Linked DNA regions of Danio rerio: region 1 is linked to region 2. A link is a contact called in public Hi-C data. All regions are on one chromosome and are shown on one strand. Each heading gives the region's core, a stretch centred on a gene start, on an enhancer-like site or on the middle of the called end of the contact. The rest is flanking DNA. Distances are from core to core; before and after follow the strand shown. Region 1 holds the start of trps1 (trichorhinophalangeal syndrome I). Region 2 overlaps trps1 (trichorhinophalangeal syndrome I).

Evidence for each region. A called contact is a pair of places that touch in the nucleus more often than the background predicts.
Region 1: a contact with region 2 is called in a Hi-C map of embryo, with 1.6 times the contacts expected there. The contact joins the promoter of trps1 here to the enhancer-like site in region 2. A contact is called at or near these places in 1 of 18 Hi-C or Micro-C datasets (embryo) and 1 of 4 datasets of contacts at active chromatin or transcription factors (caudal fin).

What each region holds. Positions count from the first base shown.
Region 1 is chr19:48,497,720-48,501,262 of GRCz12tu, forward strand. trps1 (trichorhinophalangeal syndrome I) reads right to left here and starts at 1,827. Exons shown (of 8, transcript NM_001177934.1): 1 at 1,538-1,827.
Region 2 is chr19:48,325,505-48,329,062 of GRCz12tu, forward strand. The region is part of intron 6 of trps1 (trichorhinophalangeal syndrome I); the gene reads right to left. Among named protein-coding and RNA genes, the nearest start is that of trps1, 170 kb to the right of the region's middle. Within about 2 kb of position 2,002, at least 11 of the 62 cell types and tissues checked have an H3K27ac peak or open chromatin away from gene starts, as enhancers often do.

The sequences.
Region 1 (3,543 bases), core at 577-3,076, 170 kb after region 2:
GAAACTTTGTTTACAGTTGGGAGTTTCTCTATATGATGACCTGCATTTGCCTGCACGGGCTTTGTCATTAAGAAACTTTTACTGACAAACTATTTCAGTAAGAAAAAAAGAACATATCATTTCCAGACTGCCCGAGTGTGGCAACTTTCAGGGTTTACAGGAAACATCGCAAACTCATCTACTGGAACCAACATAGGATTTCATATCTTCAACAATCAGACACAGGTTACGCTCGAGTGAAGTGTGGGTGATTTTATCAGCTTTGAGATAAATACTTGTTTCCACCCACTTGAAGATACTAATGACATCTAATGTGAAAGTGACTGTAAAACCAAATTAACTGGAAACATAACCACAGTTGCAGAACTGAGGAGTCAAAATACAAGTTACTTACGACATACACAACGAATATCTACTAAACACATATCAAATATGTTCCTACTGTCTGACTGATAACATCAGAAAGCAAACGATAAGAAGAAAACGACTATGTGTCAATAGAAAATGGACACAATCCACACACATGCCTTCATATTAGCGGATTAAAACAGACTTATTTAAATTCCTTCAGTCGAGAAAGTTTTGTTTTAGAGAAAGGGAGAGAGTGATAAGCTCCATCACGCCACTATGGTCACGCCACAAGAAACTTTGTGAACTACAGCCCCCCAAAAACACACCTAAGTGCGAAAGTTGCCCACAAAGACGCTAAAGCAAATACTGAAAACTGTTTCCCACGAGTTAACTTTTACAGGTTAACAAAGAAACATCCAAATGAGGAAAATACCCACAGTCAGTTACCGCTATTCACAAAGTTTTCCTCAGAAACGTGCCGCGCGTCTCCATCGCCTCGAAGAGCACATCTTTCCACAACAAAAACCGCAAAATGTCGATTAAAAAGCCTGTTAGGATCCGCGGACTGTCATGTAAACAACTGCGAACTTCTTTGTGTGTGGAAAATGAAGTGTAACGTTCAGCGCGTTGCCATGCCTACGCGTTTTCTTATCGTACATCAGTTACGGAAAGTTTTCGAAGTTTGTGTGGAAAGCGCCATTCAGCTCGAAGCATCATCATTTACGCAAAAAAAAACAGTAGCCTACACACTTGATGAAACTTTGTAGAACTTGAGTTGGGAAGCCATTAGCTACTTTAGCGCGCCGGTTTACACGTAAACAATGCGCCCCGGTCGCGGCTTACATTATTACTACATTCTGGATAATATCTTGCGCAAAACGCGTTGCAACACGGCGTGAAATGGCTGAAGAGAAATGGGAAGGAGAGCAAAACACCTCTAAGAAAAACTACTGGGAGCTACGAATTAAACTGGCGACAATTTCGCGAATGGCACGTCGAAATCCGCTCTTATTTTTTTGCATTTGCAAAGTAGCAGCACTCAACTGATTCAGCAGCAGCAAATCCCTTCGCCCTTCTCTCAACATTACATAACATTCACCCCTAAAAGACATCAGGAACTACAGGCTAAAACGCACATCGTTCTTCTGCCGTGATCGCAATGCTCATTGATTCGCTTTCTCCTTACCTGTTGATTAAATTGCAATAGTCTTTGCAGTCTGAAAGATGGTGGAGCTTTGGCGTGAGCCATGGAGCGTCTTTGTGTTGTTTGTTTGTTGATCTCGGGCAATGATTTCTTTTTTATGGGGATGTAAGATTGCGAATTGCTCCTGTACACGTGAAATCTTGGGAGACTGTGTTTGATAGTAAAAAAACGCCTGAGTCTGGGGTGGAAAAAAGGAGGCTGGTTTTTGCAGTGATCTCAGTTCTTTATCAGAAATGTTATCGCTTGTCAGGACCTCAGACTCCAAGCATTACGTCAGTTTCAAGACACCAACACTATTAATATCAAGAAGCCCTTGCGGAGGAAAGCGCCACCCTAGAGCGCGCACTCTTAAAGGGACAGTGACCGCTAAAAGAGCTCCAGCTCCAGCCGCTCTGCAGCTTCGCCATAGAAACTCACAGCTTTGCTTCTCAGCTGGTGGCTTCGCACTTCTGTTCTGAAAAAAAGGAAAAAAAAAACACGTTTCCGCCGGTGAATGAAAAGGTAATTAGTTTTTCGCACAAGCCCTACGTTGCAACTCACAATACAAAGAAAACAATCAATGAAAATGCATTAAATTCGGGTTTATTTTCATGCAATTACTAGTTTGTGTCATGCAAGTTTATGTCTCACAGTTTTGAAGGAGAATAAAAAATATTTAGAGCAAGCTTAAACTTGGAAAAAGCATAAAATTAGTATTTATTTTCTTGCAATTACTAGTTTGTGTCTTGCAAGCTAATCTCTCACAATTTTAAAGAAAAAGTATTTGTTTTCAAAAGCTTACATTTGAAAAAGGCATGCAATTCTGATTTATTTTCAATTACTAGTTATATATCTTGAAAGTTTATCTCTCACAATTTTAAAGGAAAAAATATATTTAGAGCAAGCTGAAACTTGGAAAAAGCATAAAATTAGTATTTATTTTCTTGCAATTACTAGTTTGTGTCTTGCAAGTTGATCTCTCACAATTTTAAAGAAAAAAGTATATTTAGAGCAAGCTGAAACTTGAAAAAGCATGCAATTCTGATTTATTTTCATGCAATTACTAGTTTATATCTTGAACGTTTATCTCTCACAATTTTAAAGGGAAAAAATATTTAGAGCAAGCTAAAACTTGAAAAAAGAATACAATTCTGATTTATTTACATGCAATTACTAGTTTATATCTTGAAAGTTGATCTCTCACAATTTCTATTTAGTCTCCACTTTCCTTACTAATATGCAACTCCCTCTCTGACTCCTCCACTAATTACAAAAAAAATAAATAAATAAAAATAATAAACTACTAATGCTTTCCTTCTTAGACTTTACACACCTGAAACTTCCCTACAGCACTTATTCATTGTTGCTCTTATAGTTGTGTAAATTGCTTCCTTGTCCTCATTTTTAAGTCGCTTTGGATAAAAGGGTCAGCTAAATGACTGAATGTAAATGTAAATGTATATTTAGAGCAAGCTTAAACTTGGAAAAAAACATACAATTCTGATATATTTTCTTGCAACTACTATAGTCTGTGTTTTGCAAGTTTATCTCTCACATTTTAAAGGAAAAAATATTTAGAGCAAGCTTAAACTTGGAAAAAGCATACAATTGTGATTTTTTTTTTTTGCAAGTTTTTAGTACTAATTATGTCTATATTTTAACTTGTATTCTTGCATTTATATCTCAGTTTTAGAGCAAAATTTTTTTTAGAAAAATCAAACTTGAAATTGTTTTTAAAACAAAGTCAACATTAATACAGAAACAACACAGAAAAAAACAAAAGTTTTGTTCCAAAGTTTTGACTTGTTTTCTAGCAAGTTTATCTTTCACCATTTTAAAAGAAAGAAAATATTTAGAGAACGTTTAAACTTGAAATTGTATTTAAAATTAATGCAGAGAGAACGACAAAAAAATGTATTATTAAAATGAATTATTTTTTTGCAATTACTCTGTCTCACAGTTTGGGCTTGTTTTCTCATAAGTTTATATCTAACAATTTTAAAGGGAAA
Region 2 (3,558 bases), core at 752-3,251:
CTGAGAGACAGAAAGAGCTTCTTGACATGTCAAATGCATCCTCTGAAGAGACCGACACAGAGAACTTTAAAATGAGAAAATAAGACGTGATATATCCTGCTGGAGAGGCCTGACGAAAGCAGCATTTCACTCAAATACCCATAATGCTCCTGGGCTCAGGGGTAAGAGAACTCATTCAGTGTTGAGTTAAAGGGATCAAACAGTAAAGCGTTTTATTATGTGTCTTCCCACACTTTTAAAGAGAAGCGAGACATGGCAGCAGACTACAAATATTACAATTTCAAATGAAAAGAATAAATCTTAGATTATAACCCTTAGAGTTAATATTATTATAATAATTATATTATATCAGCTACATAATTATATCTGTATAATGTAATAATAATAATAATAATAATAATAATAATAATAATAATAAATGCCTTTATTTTCATATTAAATAGTTATATTGTACGCATATTGCAAATTATTATATGTTATTAAGGTCATTTTTTGTATTTTAAAATGATTAATGTTATGCATATTGCCAATAATAATAATAATAATAATAATAATAATAAGAATAACATCAATATTACTAATAAAAACAATAATAATAACAATAGTAATACTAATCATAATATCAATAGCAATAATAATAATAATAAATATAGAAAAAATAATAACAATTATAACAAAAATAATAATAAATTAGCAATAATAATAATAATAATAATAATAATAATAGCAATAATAATAATAGCAATAATAATAACAATAACAATAATAATAATAGCAATAATAATAATAATCATAATAATCATAATAATAATAATAATAATAATAACAACAATAATAATAATAGCATATTGGTTATACAGCATACCACAAAGAGTACAAGGTCATGTGACACTTAAGACTAAAGTAATGATGCTAAAAATCAAGCTTAGCGTCAATAATTAATTACATCTTTTTACATGTTTGTGTGTGTGAGAGAGAGTGTGTGTGTGTGTGTGTGTGTGTGTGTGTGTGTGTGTGTGTGTGTGTGCTTGTTTGAGAGAGATTATGCATATCTGTGTGTTTAAAGTGTGTGCGCGAGCGTGTATTTGGTGTGTGTCTGTTTGTGAGATTGTGTGTTTGCATGTAAAAAGTTTGTGCGAGAGTCTGAGAGAAAGTGTGTGTTTGTATTTGCGAGAGTGTGTGTGTGTGTGTTTGTCTGTGATAAATAGTGTGTTTGTATAGTGTGTGTTTGTCTGCGTGAAAGTGTTTGTGTGTAAAAAAGTGTTTGTGTGTGAAAGTGTGTGTGTGTGTGTGTGTGTGTGTGTGCGCGCGTTTGCACACGTTTGTGTGAGCGAGTCTGTGATTGTGTGTGAGAAAAAGTATGTGTATGTGTGTGTAGTCAGCTGAGGGTAATGAAAGCAGTGGTGGTCTCGGCGCTGCTCTTTGAGCCCACACCGCTGGCCTGATGATCCAGCCGTTGCCATGACACTGGCCTTGAGGAGCTCCATTATTTCCCTCCTGCAGAATTTATGCGCACACACACATACGTGTTTGTTTTTGTGAATTGTGGGGACATCCATAGGTTGTCATTGTTTTTCTACTGTGCGGACTGTATTTTGTATTGGCTTAACTCTACACTACTCCTAAACCCACACTCACAGCACAACGAAAAAACTCACTGTGTGATTTCAAAGCTTCTGGAGAAGTGAGGACGTCAGCAATGTCCTCATAATGCGCCACCTTCCAGTAAAACCTGTGTCAAACCTGTGCTATTTTACAGATTTGTGTCCTGATATGTCACAAAAACATGCACACTATCACACACACACACACGCACACCTCTGCATTCATCTCCACACGGCGGCTCTGGCTTATCTGTGTCCAATTAACAGAGCAACATCTTCCTGGGTTTGTGTGTTTATTTCTGGCTTTCTTCCTCTCCGTGTCTATCCCTCCCGTCTCTCTCTCTTTCCATCCGCTGTCTCTCTTTTCCCTCTGACCGCAACTGTCACACACAACATTAACTTACAGCCATATTTTAGCAGTACAGAAACGCAGCCTTTAGTCATGAAGCCTGAACGTGATTGATACCAGACGAGGCGAGCTGTTGAAAACACTGTTTACATTCCCGTAAGAAATCAGATGAGGCCTTTCTGGAGGAGTTTCAACTCACTCACTGCGCTGTCACAATGCGAATGCCCACTACATCACATCCACAGATACACACAGCGTACACCACTACCTGACACTGGTCTTGTGGCCTATCCAAGCTTTAGGAACAACAAATAAGTTGACTTCTAGTTGATCATTTGGTATCAGAAGTGGCTTATATGAAAGGCAAAGGCCTCTAGATGACGCTTATTTTACCCAAATAAAATATGATCATGGCTTGATTTTGAATGATTTGATTAGGACAGTAAGGTCTGACTTTGCTTAGACTAAAGTCTTGTCACTGAACAGAAATAATGTCCAGTATAGAATATAAAGTCCTGCTGCAGTGGAGACAGAATGAATATTGTGTCTGACTCCATCATGAGCTTGGAGGACTGCATCCATACATCTCTGACATGACTCCAATCACTGATTAATAAAGTCATCTGGAACGGCAAAGAAAGCGATCTTGCAGGACTCCCAGAGCTCATCAAGAGTCTTTGGATTCATCTTCAATGCCTCCTCCATCTTCCCCCAGGCATGCTCAATAATGTTTATACCTGGTGACTGTGCTGGCCAATCCTGGAGCACTTTGACTTTTTTATTTTTTTCTCTTCTTTAAATATTTCCCAAATGATGCTTAACAGAGGAAGGAATTTTTCACAGTATGTCTGATAATATTTTTTCTTCTGGAGAAAGTCTTATTTGTTTTATTTCGGCTAGAATAAAAGCAGTTTTAAATTTTTTTAAACACCATTTTAAGGTCAAAATTATCAACAGTCTACAGAACAAAGCATCATTATACAATAACTTGCCTAACTACCCTAACCTGCCTAGTTAACCTAATTAACGTAGTTAAGCCTATAAATGTCATCACAGCAGAGATAAAATAAATCAGTTACTAGAGATGAGTTATTAAAACTGTTATGTTTAGAAATGTGTTGAAAAATCTCTCTGTAAAACAGAAATTGAGGGAAAAAAATCAAAAGGGGGGTTAATAATTCAGACTTCAACTGTATATAATTATATTTATATATAATGTTATATATAATAAGTTAGTAAATATTTTATACAGTATGGCATATCTTTACTTCCAGTTATAGCACTAAATGTTATAGTACTACGTAAAGTGTTACCAAATAAATAGACATGAAAGAACATCTTACATCGTACGTAAATCACTCAGAAAAGTCAGTTTTAGAAAAGTCAATAAATACACAATGTGACCTCAGGCTATTGATTCAATGTGTAGAAATTCAGTATAGTCAACTTGCCATGTTGAACTCAAGAGTTCCCACTTATATATGCTTAGCGTTAATAGCAGGTTTGGCATGCTGTCCCAGGAGAGAACCCTGAGCTCGGACATGCTTGAGCCCAAGGCTCCCACTCGGTCAATAAGCATATTAGGGGATCCGAGATCAGGTAAGT